Regions from separate parts of the Mus musculus genome. Here region 1 is linked to region 2. Evidence: chromatin contacts called from public HiChIP or PLAC-seq data. All regions are on one chromosome and are shown on one strand. The core of a region is the stretch at or near the end of the contact, and the rest is flanking DNA. Distances in the headings are between cores, read along the strand shown. Region 1 has its middle 20 kb from the start of Gm41432. Region 2 overlaps Abcc5 (ATP-binding cassette, sub-family C (CFTR/MRP), member 5).

The links. HiChIP or PLAC-seq counts read pairs in DNA pulled down with a chosen protein or histone mark.
Region 1: an H3K27ac HiChIP or PLAC-seq map of embryonic stem cells shows a contact between it and region 2, with 18 read pairs. The contact joins two enhancer-like sites. A contact is called at or near these places in 1 of 15 datasets of contacts at CTCF or cohesin (CD8 T cells), 11 of 484 Hi-C or Micro-C datasets (the C10 cell line, the C2C12 cell line, the HPC-7 cell line and 7 more), 6 of 115 datasets of contacts at active chromatin or transcription factors (embryonic stem cells, extraembryonic endoderm stem cells and trophoblast stem cells) and 3 of 9 other capture datasets (adipose tissue, liver and pancreatic islet).

The regions. Positions count from the first base shown.
Region 1 is chr16:20,475,650-20,478,465 of GRCm38.p6, forward strand. No RefSeq gene overlaps it. Among named protein-coding and RNA genes, the nearest start is that of Gm41432, 20 kb to the left of the region's middle. Within about 2 kb of position 1,407, at least 73 of the 459 cell types and tissues checked have an H3K27ac peak or open chromatin away from gene starts, as enhancers often do.
Region 2 is chr16:20,390,142-20,393,321 of GRCm38.p6, forward strand. It overlaps Abcc5 (ATP-binding cassette, sub-family C (CFTR/MRP), member 5), which reads right to left. Exons shown (of 30, transcript NM_013790.2): 11 at 2,310-2,666. Among named protein-coding and RNA genes, the nearest start is that of Abcc5, 35 kb to the right of the region's middle. Within about 2 kb of position 1,805, at least 12 of the 459 cell types and tissues checked have an H3K27ac peak or open chromatin away from gene starts, as enhancers often do.

The DNA.
Region 1 (2,816 bases), core at 157-2,656, 85 kb after region 2:
CCCTTCCCCCAGAGGCTCTTCCCTATATACTATATAATCCAGACACTTTGTCTCTTCTTCTTCCTCCTCTTCCTCCTCCCCCTCATCCTCTTTTCCTTCTCTCTGTCTGTGGGAGCTCTTTCTCTCTTTCTCTCCCCCCTCTCTTCTTCTCCCTCCTCATGACAATAAATCTGGCTTTCTTTATGTATTTTAATCTGGCTTGAGTTGGCTCATTTCACTGGTGGAGAAATAACTTACCACACCTGTCCTATATTTACAAAATCACTTTGGTTCAGGGTGGGTTTTGTAGAAATTAATTTTCCTGCAGGGTAGGAAGGCATGGGGGTGGGGGTGGAATTGCTGCCATTTCTTTTTCAGGAAACATTTACCTCCTATCCTGTCCTTTCTACAATACCCCAGAAGGATACTGAGGCTAATGAGAAAGACAGTGCAGGATCTATCTAGAACTGCTTGATAAATTAGTGAATTCTAGTGACCGTGAAAGGGTGTGCTGAGTCTTTTAACACTAAATATCCTGAAGGGATTTTTTTTTCCCTAGTATGAGGAATTAAGTCTGGGACCTTGAGTATAAGGGTCCAAAATTGATGAAAGAAGACTCCAGACTCAGAATGCAAAAAGAAAGACATTTAGGCCGGGCGTGGTGGTGCATGCCTTTAATCCCAGCACTTGGGAGGCAGAGGCAGGTGGATTTCTGAGTTCGAGGCCAGCCTGGTCTACAGAGTGAGTTCCAGGACAGCCAGGGCTACACAGAGAAACCCTGTCTCAAAAAAACCAAAAAAAAAAAAAAAAAAAAAAAGAAAGAAAGACGTTTAATCTGTAGAAACAACCAGTATGTTGTGGGAGTCAACCATTTTTTGAAATGGGGACCCCAGACAAAGGCGTGAAGACCTTCTTGTAGGGAACTGGGGGAACTCTCTAGAAGGACTGGGTAATCTAAAACTTCACTGGTGGGTGCTAGGGAGTCATAGGGGGTCAGTGGCCCGCATTCCTATGTCATGAATGTTTAACCATAGGATGAGATAAGGCTGCCCAGCACAGTTGGCCCATTCTGAGATAAGATAGTTTCCCATTTTGTGATTATCCCCGGGCTGTTATTTGGGAGGGGGCTTTGTGATTTTGTTCTGAATTTTATGGTCTATCTCTGGAGCTGGTCTTTTATGGCCTAGTTTCTGGGACTTACGGTCTGTTCCTGGAGCTGGTGCCTTACGGCCATTTTTTTCTAAATCAGGCCTGGTCCTTAAATGGAGACAAATGGGGCTCTTGTTGTCCTTTCATGAGGCTTATGTTGTCCTTTCATGAGCATGTAAATGAACACTCCAGCACTGAGCTCTGGCTTGTTCAGCCCAGACAGGATCTGAGCTGCCACCTTCCAGTCTTTGCCTTCCAAGTACCTGACATTATTTGCTTGCCTTACAGGCCTGTTCAGGAATCTCTTTATCAGAGTGTGGAGGTTTAGCTCCTGACGTCAGGTCTGGGAATGGATCCAGGGCAGATCCAACTCTCCCCCTTTCAACTTGTTCATAACTTTAAACTTGAACACTTAGATGAGACTTAAGTGCTGTTCAGACCAAATTTCTACCCAAAGTATAACTCTTTCTGGGACAAAGAAAAACCCTCTAGAAATGGAGGCCACAAACCTCCTGGGGAAGCTTAACAAGGTGGAAATTGCACCCCCCCCACACACACACACACACTAGGCAGACAGCTCTCTAGCTCGCTTTCTCTCTCTCTCTCTCTCTCTCACACACACACACACACACACACACACACACACATACACGGCAGATAGCCCCCCATACACACACACACTAGGCAAACAGCCCTTCCCCACTAGGCAGACAGCTCTCTAGCTTGCTCTCTCTCTCTCTCTCACACATACACGGAAGATAGCCCCCCCACACACACACACACTAGGCAAACAGCCCTTCCCCACTAGGCAGACAGCCCCACACACTCACACACACACACACACACAGGGACAGACATACACACACACTAGACAGACAGACAGACAGACACACACACACACACACACACACACACACACACACACACACACACACACGGCAGACAACCAGTATGGGGCATTCTTGGACCTCCAAGGTCTTATTTAAGATCTGCCTGGGATGTCACCTACTGTGACTTCAGTGGAGACAAATAAAGAGGATAAAATAGGCCTAAGACCTCAGGGGCAAAAATGAGGGTGTCTGGTCAGAAAATAAAGAAGGCACTGTGCTTGGTGATCTGATCGCTACTTTTCATGTTGCTGTAATTAAATACCCAACAAAAGTAACATAAGAGGGGGGTTGTTCCCACCCTGAGGGTACATCCATCACGGAGCAGAAGGCCTGGCAGTGGCAACAGTGGCAACGGCAGCTGTATATCAGCGCACTTTCTCCTTTTTATTCATTCTAAAACTCTAGCCCATGGAATCCAGGCAAAGAAAAGAAGAAGAAAAAAAGACGACCCTGCACAGAGCCTTTACCCTGGAGCGTGGCTCATTTTCCGTTGGTAGTAGTCAGAGGCAGGAAACTTCTAGCACTGTGGATGGACAACAGTGATGTCTACCCAGTCTGTGCTTATTTAGCGCCAGAATTGTATGGGACCTTCAGTTTTAACACTTCACTCAGATTCCTAAAGTAATTATCTGTGTCTACCTAGGCTCAGGACAACTTGTGACCTAGCGTGTAAACACTTCTCTCTGACCCATGAGTTTCTACAACACAATCAAGCCTTTCAATCTTGAGTAAAGCACACCCTCAGAGTAATGTAAAAAATGGAGGGAAGCAATTTAAAAATATTTTAAGACTTCCCTG
Region 2 (3,180 bases), core at 555-3,054:
AGAACTCACCGTGTAGAACAGGCTGGCCTCGAACTCAGAGATCCACCTGCCTAATATAAGTGTGGGTGTTTTGCCTTCATGTATGCCTGCATATCACTTGTGTGCCTGGTGCCTGCAAAGGCCAGGAGAAGGTGTCAGAACCGCTGGAACTGGAGCTTGGCTGTGAGCCGCCTGTGGGTGCGGATGCTCTGAATCCAGGTCCTCTGGAAGAGCAGCCAGTGCTCTTTACTACTGAGCCATTGTTCTGGCCAACAGTTAACTTTAAGGAGAGCCACGTGTGTGGCAGTTCTGTGTGATGGTAATCAAGTCCCCAAGAGAAGGAGGGAGGCTAGAGCAGTGGTGCAGAAGTGATCCCAGACTGCAGGCAGGCAGTTCGCACCAGAGTTTCAGCTCTACCACATCTGCTAATCATGTGTCCCGATAGATATCCCAAGCCAACCCTGTGTCTGTTTCCCTCACTGGGCTCTGAGCTCAGGAGGAAGGGTGAGTTCCTCACTGAATCAAGTATCACATTACCAAATGGAAGAGTAACTTTCCGTTGAGTATGCAAAGCCAGTATCTAAAAGAGCTGATTAGTGACACGGTGGGACCACCTCAGAAATCAGTAATCGTCATCAAGTAAGCAAACTGCTGCTAAGATTGGCCTATGTGGGATAAACTACATGACAGTTTCCGGTGACCACCCCCGACCGCCTGCTAAGAGCAGAAATCTGGATGCTGTCTCCTGGGTCTACCTCTGGATCTGCCCACGGTGCCCCAGGCAGCGGTCAGTATGGCCACTTGCTGCAGCAGTGCCTCCTTCTAGCTCTGCAGCATTTCTACCCAGCCCTGTCTCCATCACTCTCCCGTCTTCCTCCTGCACTGCAGCAGGAGGAGCAGCCCCTTAGACCTCTCCTTCTTTCCTTCCTTGTTTCTCCACACACCCTTCTGAGCCTAGCAGGACATTATGTATCCACAGGCACTTCTGCAAATCTGCCATCGGCCATCATCTCCCACACTCATCCTGGTCCAGGAACCAGCACACTCCAGACGGAGAGCCTTGCTCTCTGCTTCTGCTCTTTAGCTATGACCCTCTCCCCTAGACAGTCTCACGACTCACTCTCTCAGTTCTCCGCTCAAACACTACCCTCTCTCTCCTCTCTCTCCTCCCCTCTCTCACTGGTACTTACTGGGTTTACCTGCCATGCCCATCCCCACCACCTTCTTAGCTAGGGTATCACTATGTATCCAGGTTGGCTTCAAATTCATAGTGATCTACCACAGCCTGCCCCAAACTACGGACATGTCCTGCCAAGCCTGACTAAAACATCCTTTGAATGGGGTCTTCTCCTTAGAAAATGTGTTAAAAATGCAAGCACAACAGCTGCTGTCCCAGCTCCGTTACCATCCTTTGCATCGTCCCTTACCACAACCTGACACTTGCTTTGTGTCTGTCCACTAGGGACGTAAACTCCAGAAAGAGGCTTTGACTGTGTAGGTTCTGCTGTTGTTTGTTCTCAGTCCTTCAACAGGACTTGGTGTAAAGCTGGTACTTAAAAAAAAAACCAAAGGCTACTGAAGGAAAGTGTGAATGGGGCTACTTCTCAGTCATAGTTTGAATCTTAAATCTTCGACCTAAAATCTGTGTTTTAAGGGACTCTCTGAGAGCCCATGTCTATGCTAGCTGAGCTATGATATTCTATACCCAAATCACCCTTCACTTATATTTTTAAAAATTATTACAATACAGTTGCTAAGAGCAGCCCTGAGAGGCTGGAGAGATGGCTTAGTGGCTTAAGAGCACTTGATGCTTTTTCAAAGGACCCTACGTCAACCAGGCAGCTCAGAACCACTTGTAACTCCAGCTCCAGAGAATCTGACACTGTCTTCTGCCCTCCACTGGCTCCTGCACTCACGTGCACACACCTACAAACAGATATGTCAAATAAATTTAAAAGGAAAAAGAAAAGGCAGCATTGAGAATACCTTTTATATGCCAAGTTCTCTATGCTGCACAACGTGATGTTGACCAGGAGCCCACACAGTTACAGCAGTGAATTTAATTACAACAGCCATCACAGCCAGAAGCCAACCCAGAGCAGGGTCTTGGAAGGTCCACCTGAGTGCTTCACCTCCTTATCAGTAAAGCAAGCATCTCATAAGTAATTAGTTCTGTTGCTCGCTTTGGAATCAGAGTCCAATCTGCTCTTGATTCAAAACTGCTCATAGTCAAAATACTCTGCTTAAAGGGCGGGTCTTGCCAGGGTCAAGCTGGGGTGACACAGGAGTCAGGGCTGAAGTGGCAGAGAGGGTACGGGTAGGTAGCTTACCTCTTCAATTTCTAAGTCAATGTTGTACAGTGTCCTCTGCAGGCGCAGGCTCCCTGTGTGGATCTGCTTGCCTTCTTCCTCTTCCGGGCTGGGCCGCTCGTCACTGTCCAGGAGGAGGTGTCCTTTCTGTTCTGCCAGCACCGCCTGGTGCTCAGTGTGTTGCAGCTGCCTCGACTTCTCTTTCTTGCCCCTGGTAGCCCTCTTGTCTTTTTTCATTTTGGGGGTCAGCTTGGGCGAGTTCTGTATACTGGAGTGGGAGGAGTCCCATGCCAAGGTGGCATTTTTCATCTCTATCTTGATGTGAGGACTGGCCGGTTTGTTCTTTATCATGTGAACCTCTTCCATTAGAAACAAACTCTGATAGGAGTTGTGAGAGAGGTGCAAAGATGAGACACTGGATCAAGACCAGGGAGACAAGCTTATGGCGTACACTCACGTAGCAAAACACATCAGGCTATACAGTGGAAGGAAGCTGAAGAGCAAAAGGTAGCTCATTAGTGTAGCCTCACCTCAGGACTGGCAAGGGGTCTCAGGGCCTCGCTCGTCCACTGACCCAACCCTCTATGCTAGCTTACACACTAAGGCACCCTGCTTTTCCTGCCAGTCTAATATGGACAGAAGGACATTTAAGAACTCATAGGGATATGGTGCCCCACGTACAGAAATTCATAGGTTCCAGAGTAATGGTTAGAAATCCCAGGAGGGATACTGACCCTTTACACAGGCATCACGATGCCAGGGACCTTCCAGGACACTTCTGTAGAGCTAATGCCTGCACACTGCCCTCACCCATGGCCTGGCACCTCTTAATTGCAGGATTTGGAAAACATCTGAGCTAAGGGCCCGTGTGGACAAGAGGTACCTCCCCAAG